Linked DNA regions of Sus scrofa: region 2 is linked to region 1. The links are chromatin contacts, called in public HiChIP or PLAC-seq maps. All regions are on one chromosome and are shown on one strand. Each heading gives the region's core, a stretch centred on a gene start, on an enhancer-like site or on the middle of the called end of the contact. The rest is flanking DNA. Distances are from core to core; before and after follow the strand shown. Region 1 holds the start of EEF1AKMT1 (protein-lysine N-methyltransferase N6AMT2). Region 2 holds the start of SKA3 (spindle and kinetochore-associated protein 3).

What was found. HiChIP or PLAC-seq counts read pairs in DNA pulled down with a chosen protein or histone mark.
Region 2: an H3K27ac HiChIP or PLAC-seq map of alveolar macrophages shows a contact between it and region 1. The contact joins the promoter of SKA3 here to the promoter of EEF1AKMT1 in region 1. A contact is called at or near these places in 1 of 5 promoter capture datasets (fetal liver) and 1 of 2 datasets of contacts at active chromatin or transcription factors (alveolar macrophages).

Annotation. Positions count from the first base shown.
Region 1 is chr11:1,092,485-1,098,987 of Sscrofa11.1, forward strand. It overlaps EEF1AKMT1 (protein-lysine N-methyltransferase N6AMT2), which reads right to left and starts at 2,634. Exons shown (of 5, transcript XM_021065435.1): 1 at 2,436-2,634.
Region 2 is chr11:1,317,913-1,324,581 of Sscrofa11.1, forward strand. It overlaps SKA3 (spindle and kinetochore-associated protein 3), which reads right to left and starts at 3,220. Exons shown (of 9, transcript XM_021065445.1): 1 at 2,929-3,220. The coding sequence starts at 3,043. MRPL57 (ribosomal protein 63, mitochondrial) reads left to right here and starts at 2,934. Exons shown (of 2, transcript XM_021065451.1): 1 at 2,934-3,225; 2 at 3,334-3,917. The coding sequence starts at 3,339. The coding sequence ends at 3,647.

The DNA of each region.
Region 1 (6,503 bases), core at 1,384-3,883:
GCCATGGAAAAAAAAATGAGTATAAGTTTACTAGTCAGCATGTTTTCAGATTTGAGGAAATACAGTTATCACTGTATCAACCCTAGACTGCAACACAGATGTAGCAGATCCATCATTTACAGCTTCCAAAGAAAGTGGTCAGAAAGGCGAGGCAGTTCTAAAGGCTGCAACGTCAACGTGGAAGCCATGAGCACGGACGTGTACAGGTTACTAGATGGTTCCGGGAAGACTCCCTCTGGACCTAGGTCATTTTACCGGCACCGCGTGTCTAACGGGACTCTCCTGGATCACTAGAGTCTATCCAGAGCCAAGGGAAAGAGTTTAGATGTGGTTAATTTCAGTCAATTTGGGCATTTAACGGGGCAGTGGCTCCTCATTCCTGTGACAGGAAGCTGTGCACGAGCTCCTGCGTGGAGCTCAGGGATCAACTTTACAGCTGAGTGAGGACGTGGAGAGGCCAGTGTTCCTGAAACAAGAGCAGAACGCTAGTCACAGTTCTCACGGGAAGGAGAGGCGCCGTGCGCCTTGAAAGGCCGCATGAAGCTTGGTCCGTGCAGGGACAAAGCAACAAAGAGACAACCAGGCCAAGGCCTTCACTGCTGAGACGGGGCAGCAAGAGAAAACACACCTTCTGTGATGTGTGGCTGGGGGTGTGTGACAGGACTTCCATGTGCCCGTGAGGACTGACTGGCAGGGAACACATGAGCAACTCTGGCCATCAGCTGGCCCTGTAGTTTGTGGATGCCAATGGGCAAAAATCCAAGAACACAGTTTCAGCAGCTCCAGGAGCAGCTTGTCTGCAACCGCTGGGAGCACGGTGGGCAACAGGGACCCTGTCCTTCAGGTAACGGGGCCTGTGACCTGGTGGCTGACAGCTACTTCTGCGCACGGAGACACCGTCAGGCAGGGGGACGTCACTATAAGGCTCCCACCACCAAGCACTTCCCTCCAGCAGAGACACCTCGGACAGGATTTAAGGCGTTAGCCCCTCCTCCCCACTTTCCTTTTTCTCTTTTCTCCCTTTTGGGGCCAGAAACATGAGGACCAGACCATCCTAAATAGCAATGGAATACACGGAGGAAATTAAGAAAGTCGCTGTGCATGTCTAGGAAGAACTTAGGCTTCTTCAGGCTAATCTTTAGCACAAAAACAGCCTGCAGTGATAGTAATAATAGAACAACAAAACACCAATTCCTGGAGAAGGGGTAGAATTAGTTCACAACCACCACCACCACCACAACTGTGCAAGGGCACAGACACATCCCTGAAACAGATCAAATGGCAGACTCACTAGACAAAGACTTTAAAATAACTTCCTAACGATGCTAACAGAACCAAAGGATGTAGGGAGAGTTAAGACAATGACGAGTGAACACAATGGAATAAAGAGGGGTACACCTTCAGGGGGGCCAGCACACTCATGGTGGGAGTCCCCCGAGAAGGGAGAACAGGACGGAGTATCAGTGCGAGTGCACGCGGGCTGAGCCACGGCAGTCATCGCACAGCAAGCTGATGGGCCGAGTTCTAAGGCTTCGTTTCGGCCTGGGGTATCAGCATTGAGAACTGGGCACTGCTAAAAGCTAAATGAACCTTAGTTTTAACCTGCTACCCCTTTTTTACTTAGGCCCACCCTTTATCATATCCTTAGCATGATGTCAGTATTTTCTAAGCGGCTTGTTGAAAGTGCTGTGACGTTTTAAGTCCAAAGAGCTGGAAGTGCTGTATTTACATTTTAAACTGATGCTGAGCCTCATGTGGCTCCCACTCTAGATCAGCGCTTCTCTGGGGAGGGTGGTGCTGGCATCTAACGGGTAGAGGCCAGGGATGCTGGTAAATCGTACAGTTTGGAGTACCACCCTGCACAACAGAGAGCTACCCGGCCCCAAATGTCACTGACGCTAGGATGCCAGGGGAGAGACCCTGCTTTAGAGAGAAGGGCAGGCGAATGACCGTGGACAGGCTGGAGGACACCGTTTATGCCTTGAGAGCACCTGGGGAGCACGTGGGGGCAGGTGAGAGCAGCTCAGCTGCCGGCGTTTCACCTCCGCCCCGAGGGTGGGCGAAGGATGCAGACTGGGGCCTGCGGAGCGAACTGCACGAGCGGGGGCGACGCCTTAAGGGGAAGCATCCGAGGGATTCACGGGCCCCTGCGGGGCTGTGCTGCTTCGCACGACTTGAAACTACTTAAATGGTGGGACCCACGACGCAAAAGGCAACGTGCAGGTCCACCCGCGTCTCGAACACACAAAGTTCTGTTTCCACAGGTCAAGTTTCAGGCACGACCCTCCCTCCCCGTGGACAAAACCCAGCGCTGCCCCCGAGGCCGTCCAGGCCCAGGCGCGGCGAGCCGGCGGGGAGCCCCCGGGGCCCAGCGGGTACCCGCGCCGGCGCCCGGCCCCGGCCGGCGCGCTCCTCTCGCCTCTAAAACCACTGACCTGTTCCTTCAGAAGCTCTGACGTGAGGGGAAACCACGCCCTGTGAAGCGAGGCCCCGCGCACGAGCCCGCGACGAGACGCCCCGCGCGCCGCGCCGGGACCCGGGGAGGCAGAGGCGGCGCCTCGGCCCCTCACAACCCGCGTCCGCGCGTGCGCCGTAGTCCCGCGGGGCCGGGCCCGAGCGCCGACGGCGCCCGCGCGTGCGCACTCCGTCTCGCCGAGCCGGAACCGCGGGCGGGGCCGCGGCCGCGCATGCGCACGCCCTCCGGCGGGTGCGGGGGAGGCCGCTGGGAGCCGCGCCGCAGACCGGCCGCCTGGTGCTGGGAGCTGCTCGGCTCCGCAGGTGCTTCTGGTGGTGGCAATAAAAGATAGTTAAGGTTTTAATTAGAGTCCCGGTAAGTTAAACACATACAAAGGAAATCTGCTAATTTGTTCTCTCAGTCTACCGAGAAATTCATATATTAAACTGAGTATTTATAATAGCGATAGATTAGGGAAAGCCTTTTAAACCCTGCAATTTCCTCCTCGGTGTGACTAAGACCAGCCACCTGCACCTGTCATGTTGGAATTTGCTGTGAAGAATGCAACAGCCGCCCAAGCAGAGGATTCGCACAGCTGTCTCCATGCTGAAATAAGACAGCTACTAATTCGGCAAATAATCTAATTATGAAGTAATAACGTTCTCTATGTAAACAACTGAAAACGTAGGAGAGTTTGGTCAGCCCCATGGTATATAGTCTTTCAGAGCCTTCAGTGAGGAGTGCGTTCATCCCTAGAGCACCCAGCAGACCCGGGCACACCGGCACCTAGGGAAAGTCAAGTCCCCTTCCACCTTGGCGGTTACAAATCCTGATGCTCTATTTACTTACCATTCCCCGAGGCTATCAATCTGTATTCCTTTCCTACCTTCCTTTCCTTTATTTTCTTTACCAATTCCATAATCTTACTAAGCTAGGGTCTGCTGAATAGCTTCAAATCCTTTCTGGTATAAGGTGAGGATAGGAAAAAAAAAACCCACAAAAACCGTGTTTTCAACTTTGGGAATACTATAGTTTCTATTTTAAATACTGTTTTCAGGCTTATAGCAACCCACGCTTTAATTGCTTTGAACTCATGACACATTCACTAAGCCAGGCATTTCAAGAACAGGTGTAACTTAACAAAGGAGCAGGAAAGAAAACACACAAGAGAAATCAATAACACGACCCAAGAAACAACTAACCAAGTTCACGGCAGTGTGGCTTTAGAGGTAATGTTCCAACCCAGCAAACTGCCTTGGTTTACTTGATAGAAAGGATTAAGTTAAAGCAAAGTTATTTTAAGTTTGAGATTAAGTTAAAGTTATTTTTGGTTTAAAACAGATGTTTTTAAGCTAAGTTTAAACTGCTTTCATAGCCTGTGAGACAGTTAATCTGCATATAATGTGTTACTGTGTTATTTTACAATGAAAATGAACCTAGTTGTCAGAGAGTTCAAATAGTTACACCTCCACCAATAATGCTGCCTGCTCAGACAGGTTGTCACAGTGATACAGGAAGATTAAAATGTTCCTCATGAAAACATCTGCATTGTAATTTAATGGCTCTTCAAATCATAAAAAAATTTTAAATATTGAGACAATTTTATTATCATGAAGGGAAAATTACTTGTCAAGTTAAACTGGACTCGAAAGGTACATTTAAAGCAACCTGAGTTCCCGCTGTGGCACAGCATGTTAGGGATCCAGCATTGCCTGCAGCTGTAGCATAGGTAGCAGCTGTGACTTGGATTCAATCTCTGGCCCAGGGAACCTATGTTGTGGGTGCAACCATAAAAAAAATAAAAGAAAGAAAACGAAGAAAAACAAAAGAAATGAAGATTACACTGGAAAGATCTCTTGAAGACGGAACTAGACTCAGGTTTTTCTTTTTTCTTTTTTGTCGTTTTGGGGCCACAACCATGGCATTTGGAAGTTCCCAGGCTAGGGGTTGAAGCAGAGCTGCAGCTGCCTGCCTACACCACAGCCACAGCCACTACAGGATCCCAGCCGCATCTGCAACCTACAACACAGCTCACGGCAACGCCAGATCCTTAACCCACTGAGTGAGGAGGCCGGGGATCGAACCTGTGTCGTCATGGATACGAGTCAGGTTTGTTGCCGCTGAGCCACGACTGGGAACTCCTCCTTTTCAATTAAATAAGCAGTGTAACAGAGAACAAGATTCAGGTTTTCCTTGGAGAGCTTTGCTACCAAACTCCTCAAATTAACCTAAGCAGGCTGCAAAGGACGTTACGTAAGACACTTTGGGAAAAGAACTTTAAACCCGAGGAGGAAATTCAGATTAAGATCTTTCTCTAGGAGTTCCCGTCGTGGCGCAGTGGTTAACGAATCCGACTAGGAACCAGGAGGTTGCGGGTTCGGTCCCTGCCCTTGCTCAGTGGGTTAAGGATCCGGCGTTGCCGTGAGCTGTGGTGTAGGTTGCAGACGCAACTCAGATCCCGCGTTGCTGTGGCTCTGGCGTAGGCTAGTGGCTACAGCTCCGATTCGACCCCTAGCCTGGGAGCCTCCATATGCCGCTGGAGCGGCCCAAAGAAATAGCAAAAAGACAAAAAAAAAAAAAAAAAAAAAAAAGATCTTTCTCTAGAGCCTTACCCCATGCACCAGCGTGGGAAAACATTTAACTGTACAAAGAAACTAGTTTTGTCTCTCCAATTTTTTAATAACAGCTAAATTATAAAGAATTAGTGATGCATGACACTCATTTGGGGAACTGCTGTTAGGATTTTTGGCGTCAGGAGAGTGAGCACATGCAGCAGACACTGAAAGCACTGACCTAGAGAGATCAGTTCTCTCGTGTATACAGTGGCCTCCGTCACACACCGCAGTGATACAGCTCGGGCTGCGAGGTCGCGCTGGAGTGACACCACAGGATTTTCAAACAGCGAATGGCTGACAGGGAGCCGACCATGTCAGGACGCATTTCCTTAGTGGAAGAAAATGTGCTCCTACAAATCTTTGGGTAGAATTAATTCATGGAGCATCGGAGCCCCCGCTGTGGCGCAGCGGAAATAAATCCTCATAGGAACCACAAGGTTGCGGGTTTGATCCCTGGCCTCGCTCAGTGGGTTAAGGATCCAGCACTGCCGTGAGCTGTGGTGCAGGTTACAAGCGAGGCTCGGATCTGGCGTTGCTGTGGCTGTGGTGTAGGCCGGCAGCTGTAGCCTGGATTTGACTCCTAGCCTGGGAACTCCCATGTGCCACGGGCGTGGCCCTAAAAAGCAAACAAATAAAAATAATTAAAAAAAATTGAGCAACTCTTCTATTGTTACCAATCACCATGCTTTAAACCTTTCCTTTGTGAACACTTACGGTCTTATGATCCGGAGACCCGTGGAAATCAACGTAAAACTTCAGGAGCTTAGCCACAAACTGAATCTGGTACTCCTCTGCCTCTGCCGCACGCCCTGCCAGTTTAAACAGCTGTGCCAGGTCGGTCTTCAGAAAGGGGCATCCAGAGCAGTGCCATTATGAGCAGAATACAGACAAAAGTGCAGCCAAGACTCCGGGTTTACTAAAAGGATCGGAAGGCTGACCTGCCTGGCAAAGTAGTCAGGAGTGAACACCAGCAAAACTTGCTTCGGTTTTGCTTTTCATGCATCACTTCCAACGGAAGCGTAACGCAGCCGCAGCTCATCCTCTTGCTGGATGTTAGCAGCTGACCCGAGAGTTGAGCAGGGCCTTGGTTTCCGTGCCAGACCTGGACCTGGTAGAGTGCTGCCAGCAGTGTGGTATGGAACCGCCAAGCAAAAGATCTTCTCACCATTTTCACCAAATACGCGCTCTGCTTCCATTTAGCTTTTTAACGGCTGCACCCATGGGCAAACCAAAGTTCCCAGCCAGGGACTGAATCCCAGCCACAGCTCCGGCCTACGCCGGATCCTTTAATGAACCATGTCGGGCTGGGGATCAAACCTGTGCCTCTGCAGCGACCAGAGCCGCTGCAGTGAATTCTTGGAACTTCCATTTAATTTCACAAGAACCGCCGTTTGAGATTCCAAAGAAAGCACATGACTCAATCTAGGATCCTG
Region 2 (6,669 bases), core at 1,970-4,469, 230 kb after region 1:
TAATAAAGGAGAAAAAAAAATAGAAAATGTAATTTAGCATACTTTCTTAGAAGTACAAAATTTTTGTAGACACTTATTTATATCCTGTCATTGGCAAAGAAATGGTAAGGCCTTTCTTTAAGTTTTTTTTATTAAACTATAACATGCACATAGAGAAGCAAAGAGTTGGATAAACTTTCAGAGTGAACACACCTGGCACTCAGCACTCCGCTGGGGGAGGAAGGGAGGGAGGGAGTGGAGAGAGGAGAGGAGGGAGTGTTTTCCTTTATGGTAAATGCTTGCAGTTCCTATTCCTGGCATGGAAAAGGCACTCTTTACACACTGCGCCAGCACCTTCCTTACTAATCAGTTGGTCACATATACCATGTAAAAGCAGTTTTTTTGATAAAAGGATTTCTCTAATAAAAGAAGTTTTTTTTTTTTTTTTAATTCCCTAAAACATGCCTCCTTTCAAGATCTTATTAAAAGCTGACCTGTCTTCATGGGGCAAATGTAAATCGACACCACAATGACATATTACTTCACACCCACTGGAATGACTATAATCTGAAAGACAAACAAGGAGTCCCTGTCGTGGCTCAGCAGAAATGAATCGGAGTAGCATCCATGAGGACGAGCGTTTGACCCCTGGCCTCGCTCCGTGGGTTAAGGATCCTGCGTTGCTGTGGCTGTGGTGTAGGCCGGTAGCTACAAATCCTATTCCACCCTAACTGGGAACCTCCATATGCCACGGGTATGCCCCTTAAAAAAAAAAAAAAAAAAAAAAAAAAAGGCAAACAATAACAAATGTTGATAAAGAGGTGGAGAAATTCCAACTCTCACTCATTGCTGGTGCAAATGTACAATGGTGCATCCACAGTGGTGGTTTTGGTGGTTTCTCAAAAAGTTAAACACAGGTTTACCATACGACCCAGCAATTGCACTTCTAAGAGTATACCAAAGAGAATCAAAAATATTATGTTCACACCAAACCTTACACATGAATGTTTACAGCAGCATTATCCACAACAGCCAACGTAGAAACAACTCAAAATGTTCAACTGATGACTAGATAAACAAACTGTGGTAAAACCATACAATGAAATATTATTCAGTAATAACATGTAATGAAATACCGAAACATGCTTCTAGGACATGAATAAACCCTGCAGCGTTACTCTAAAAGAAGTCAGTCTTGAAAGACTATAAGCTGTACAATTTCTTTTCTACCAAATGTCCAGAATAGGCAAATCTATGCAGAGAGAAAGTAAATCAGTGGTTGCATAACGCAGTGTGGCAGGTGGGCAGGATTTTGGGGGCGTGCCTGTTAACAGAGGTTGCTTCTGGGGAGGAGTGAAAATTTAAACTTATTGTGATGGTGGCTGCAAAACTGTGAACTGAATTGTATCCTTTCATGGGGACTTTTGTGAGATTCACCACTGTGATCATAAAGAGTGATTGGGGGGGTCCTTTGTATTTTTAGGGCTGCACTGGGAGCATATGGAGGGTCCCAGGCTAGGGGTCTAATCAGAGCTGTAGCTGCCCGCCTACGCCAGAGCCACAGCAACACAGATCTTTTCCCACATAGATTATCTCAGAATACTGGGTAGAGTTCCCTGAGCTATAGAGCAGGTCTCTGTTGGCCAATCATTCCAAATACCTCAGTGTGCATCTGCCAGTCCCAAACCCCCAACCCACCTGTCCCCTTTGGTAATCCTAAGTTCGTTTTCAAAGCCTATTAGACATATATTTTCTTTAAGTCACAGTGTAAATATTTTTAAATGGCTGGAAAAGTCTTCATAATTAAAGTAAAAGGAGTCTATATTTACAGGATGCAATATTTTAAGGCAATGATGACACAAAATAATCTCAAAATGTGAACTACACTTTTTTTTTTTTTTTTTTTTTGTCTTTTTGCTATTTCTTGGGCCGCTCCCGCGGCCTGTGGAGGTTCCCAGGCTAGGGGTCGAATTGCAGCTGTAGCCACCAGCCTACGCCAGAGCCGCAGCAACTCAGGATCCGAGCCGCGTCTGCGACCTACACCACGCCGGATCCTTAACCCACTGAGCAAGGGCAGGGACCGAACCCACAACCTCCTGGTTCCTAGTCGGGTTCGTTAACCACTGCGCCACGACGGGAACTCCAAAATGTGAACTACTCTCGCAACAACTTTTTAAAAAGTCTCTAATACAGAGAGTTCCCGTCATGGCGTAGTGGTTAACGACGCCAACTAGGAACCATGAGGTTGCGGGTTCGATCCCTGCCCTTGCTCACTGGGTTGGCGATCCAGCGTTGCCGTGAGCTGGGGTGTAGGTCGCGGACGCGGCTCGGATCCCGCGTTGCTGTGGCTCTGGCGTAGGCCGGGGGCTACAGCTCCGATTGGACCCCTAACCTGGGAACCTCCATATGCCGCGGGAGCGGCCCAAAAAATGGCAAAAAGACAAAAAAAAAAAAAAAGTCTCTAATACAACGTTAGTGGTGGAAAATTTTGCTTTACTCATATTTTAAAAAGCCGTATGGAGTACTAGTGTTCGGGTTGGCAATAAGATTTGTTGGGAAAAATACTGACATTCACAGCAGCTGTGGACCATTTGGACGAGACAACAATGCTGAAGAGCCGCTGCAAGAGAAACATTTCGTCCTCTCCTCTGTTTCTGTGGATAAGCACACACCCTAAGTGACTTGAGAGCGAACAACGTGTAAATGAGCATGGGCAGCATCAGCCCAACCTGCTTGCTCAATTCCGACTTTGGTTCCTAAGCGCCATTGCTTTTTTCGTCTCCACAAAACACAGCGCCGCGTTCCGGGCGGGGCAGAGGCTGCGCAAGCGCGCTGGACTGCCTCGCGGATAACCGAGGGGAGGACGCGGCCGCTCCCGCGCCGCCGCCGCAGCCTCCGCCGCAGAGCGCTCTTCCGAGTCAACAGGGTTCCTCCCGCAGCCTCACTCACCGCTGTCCTCTCCGTCCAGCGCTCGCTGCAGCCGGGCCGTCTCGCCGTCCAGGGTGACGGCCAGAGACCGCAGCTTTCCGCAGAAGCCTCGGATCAGGTCCACGGACGTCCCCATCGCTCGGCCTTAGCGCCCGCGCCCGTTTGAATCCCAGCTTCCGAAGCGCCACTGGCTCCGCGAGTCGCGCGAGGTTCCTCTCGCGAGAGCTGAGGATTCGCGCGAGGAAGCGGGCGGCGCGCTTCCGGCTTCCGGCGTCGTGCCGGCCCCTGTGCGGAGGGCGTCTCCGAGGCGCGCGGCTGGTGAGTGGGGAGCGCGGTCGCGCTCGGACTGGGGCTCTGGGCGGCGGCGGGGCGCCCCTCTTCCCTTGGCGGCGCGCCGCCAGCTCCCCGCTTCCGTTCCCTCCGCAGGCACCATGTTCCTGACCGCGCTCCTGCGCCGTAACCGCATCCCCGGCCGGCAGTGGATCGGGAAGCACCGGCGGCCGCGGCCCGTCTCCGCTCAGGCGAAGCAGAACATGATCCGCCGCCTGGAGACCGAGGCGGAGAACCAGTACTGGCTGAGCCGGCCCTTCCTCACGGCCGAGCAGGAGCGCGGCCACGCCGCGGTGCGCAGGGCGGCCGCCTTCCAGGCCCTCAAGGCGGCGCAGGCGGCGCGCTTCCCCGCGCACCGGCGGCTGGAGGAGCAGCTCGGCCACCTGCTCGTGACCCGGAAGTGGTCGTGACGCCAGGCCGGCCGGCGGCGAGTCCCGCTGCGGCGCGGAGCCCCCGCCCGTCGGCGCCCCTGCCCCGCGGGGACGCGGAAGGGCGCCTTTGCAGTCAAACCTACTCCTAAGAGCGGCCTTTTCTTCTGAGATGCGCTGGTCAAAGCGGACGTTAAAATGAAAAGGTGTTTAAAAAGAAGAGTTGGGATACAGTTAATCAGTTCTCCAGTTGAAGATGTTCCCGTCTTTCAGCCAGCCTTCTTCTGAATGTAATAAAAATAGTCAAAGAGTTCCCGTTGTGGCTCAGTTGGTTAAGAACCTAACTAGCTCCATGAGGATTCGGGTTCAGCCCCTAGCCTCACTCACTACGTTATGGATCCCGTGTTGCTGCAACCTGCGGTGGCGGTGGCTGTGGTGTAGACTGGCAGCCGTGGCTCTGATTTGACCCCTAGCCTGAGAACTTCATATGCTGTGGGTGTGGATCTAAGAAGAAGAAAAAAAAAATTCAAAGGACCTAGAATTGCCAAAACAATTGTAAATTTCAAGAGTTATGCTAAAGTATCACATGAGTGGTGTTGCCATAAAAATAGGTGTATCAGTGGAATACACTGGAGAGTTTTTAAACAGACCCACCCACACACATAGTACACTATGTTAATTTTCAACAACGAAAAATTTTCAACAGAAACATAGGTAACTCAGTGGAGAAAGTATCTTTTTCAACACATGGTGCTGGAACAAATGAGTATTCATATGCAAAAATTTTAACTGATCTACATCTCACGTCATATACCAAAATTAGCTCAAAACATCATGGACTAAATATAAAACCTAAAACTTACAAAACTTCTCATGGAAAACCATGACCTTGGTTTAGGCAAAGATTACTTAAGTATGTACCAAGATCATAATCATAAAACCAAAATTTGACAAATTAGACTTCATCAAATTGGAAGAACTTCAGTTAAAAGAATGAACAAATACTAGAAGGACTCATATCCAAAATGTATAAATTACTCTTAAAATTCAGTAATAAGGTAACAGCGGAATTGTTAAAAATAGATAAAATATTTGAACAGACTTCATTAAAATAAGTGGATTGCCAAAAAGAAAATAAAAATAATAACACCATTTGTCATAGGGAAATGCAAAACCACCTTAAGATACCACTAAACACCCATTAAAATGTCTAGAAGACTGTTGGAGTTCCCACCGTGGGGCAGCGGAAATGAATGTGATTAGGAACCATGAGGTTGTGGGTTTGATCCCCGGCCTGGCCTGGCTCAGTGGGTTAAGGACTGGGTGATGCCATGAGCTGTGGTGTGGGTTGAAGACGGGGTTAGGATCTGCTGTGGCGTAGGCTGTGGCTGTGGCGTAGGCCAGCAGCTGCAGCTCCGATTTGACCCCTAGCCTGGGAACCTTCATATGCTGTGGGTGGGGCCCTAAAAAGCTGGGAAAAAAAAGACTTCTTGGCAGCTCAGTGGTTAAGATCCATCACTGTCACTGCTGTGGCTTAGGTCGCAGCTGTGCTATGGGTTTGCTCCTTGCCCTGGAATTTCTGCATGCCACAGGTGCAGCCAAAGATCCTTAAGTAAATAACGGGGGGGGGGGGGGGAGACCAACACCACCAAGAGTTATCAAGGGAATAGGGCACCAGGAGCCATCTTTTGTCTTTAGCTGCATCCACAGCTTGTAGAAGTTCCGAGGCCAGGGACTGAACGCCCGCCACAGTTGAAACCTATGCCACAGTTGTGGCAATGCCAGATTCTTAACTGGCTATGCCACCTGGGACCTTCCAGAGCACTGGGAACGCTCACACGCCCCTGGTGGGAATGTAAAATGGTGCAACCACTTTGAAATTCCTTAGAGATACAGACACAGAGTTCCCGTCATGGCGCAGCAGAAACAAGTCTGACTAGGAACCACGAGGTTTCGGGTTTGGTCCCTGGCCTCGCTCAGTGGGTTGAGGATCCGGCATTGCCCTGAGCTGTGGTGTAGGTCGCAGATGCAGCTCAGGTCTGGCATTGCTGTGGCTGTGGTGTAGGCTGGCGGGTACAGCTCTGATTTGACCCCTAGCCTGGGAACCTCCATATGCCGTGGTTGTGGCCCTAAAAAGACAAAAGACGAAAAAAGAAGAAAAAAAAAAAAAAAGACAGACACAATTATCACATGATTCAGCCATTATATTCGTGGATATTTAACTATGGCAGACGAAACTGTTGATGATAAAGACTGGTACCCAAATGTTCACATCAGCTCTATTGTGTAATAGCGAAAAACCAGAAACAAGGAACTTTCAACTTCTGAATGGATAAACATGTTTCTTTCCTTTAGTCGCACAGATACTTAATTTTTTTTTTTTTGGATTGCACCTGTGGCATGCACAAGTTTCTAGGCCAGGGACTGAATGTGAGCCAGACTGAAATGAGACTGAAAGAAAGGCCAGATCCTTTTAACCCACTGCTGGGCTGGGGATTGAACACAAGACTCAGCAGCCACTCGAGCCGCTGCAATTGGATTCTTTTTTTTTTTTTTTTTTGTCTTTTTAGGGCTGAACCCTTGGCATGAGGAAGGTTCCAGGCTAGGGGTCTAATTGGAGCTGCAGCTGCTGGCCTACACCACAGCCACAGCAACTTGGGCTCTGAGCCATGTCTGCGACCTACACCGCAGCTCATAGCAACACTGGATCCTTAATCCACTGAGTAAGGCCAGGGATCGAACCCAAGTGCTTATGGATACTAGTTGAGTTTACTGCTGAGCCACTACGAGAATTCCTGCAGTTGGATTCTTTTTTTTTTTTTTTTTGTCTTTTGTTGTTGTTGTTGCTATTTCTTGGGCCGCTCCCGCGGCATATGGAGGTTCCCAGGCTAGGGGTTGAATCAGAGCTGTAGCCACCGGCCTACGCCAGAGCCACAGCAACGCAGGATCTGAGCCGCATCTGCGACCTACACCACAGCTCACGGCAACACCGGATCGTTAACCCACTGAGCAAGGGCAGGGATCGAACCCGCAACCTCAGGGTTCCTAGTCGGATTCGTTAACC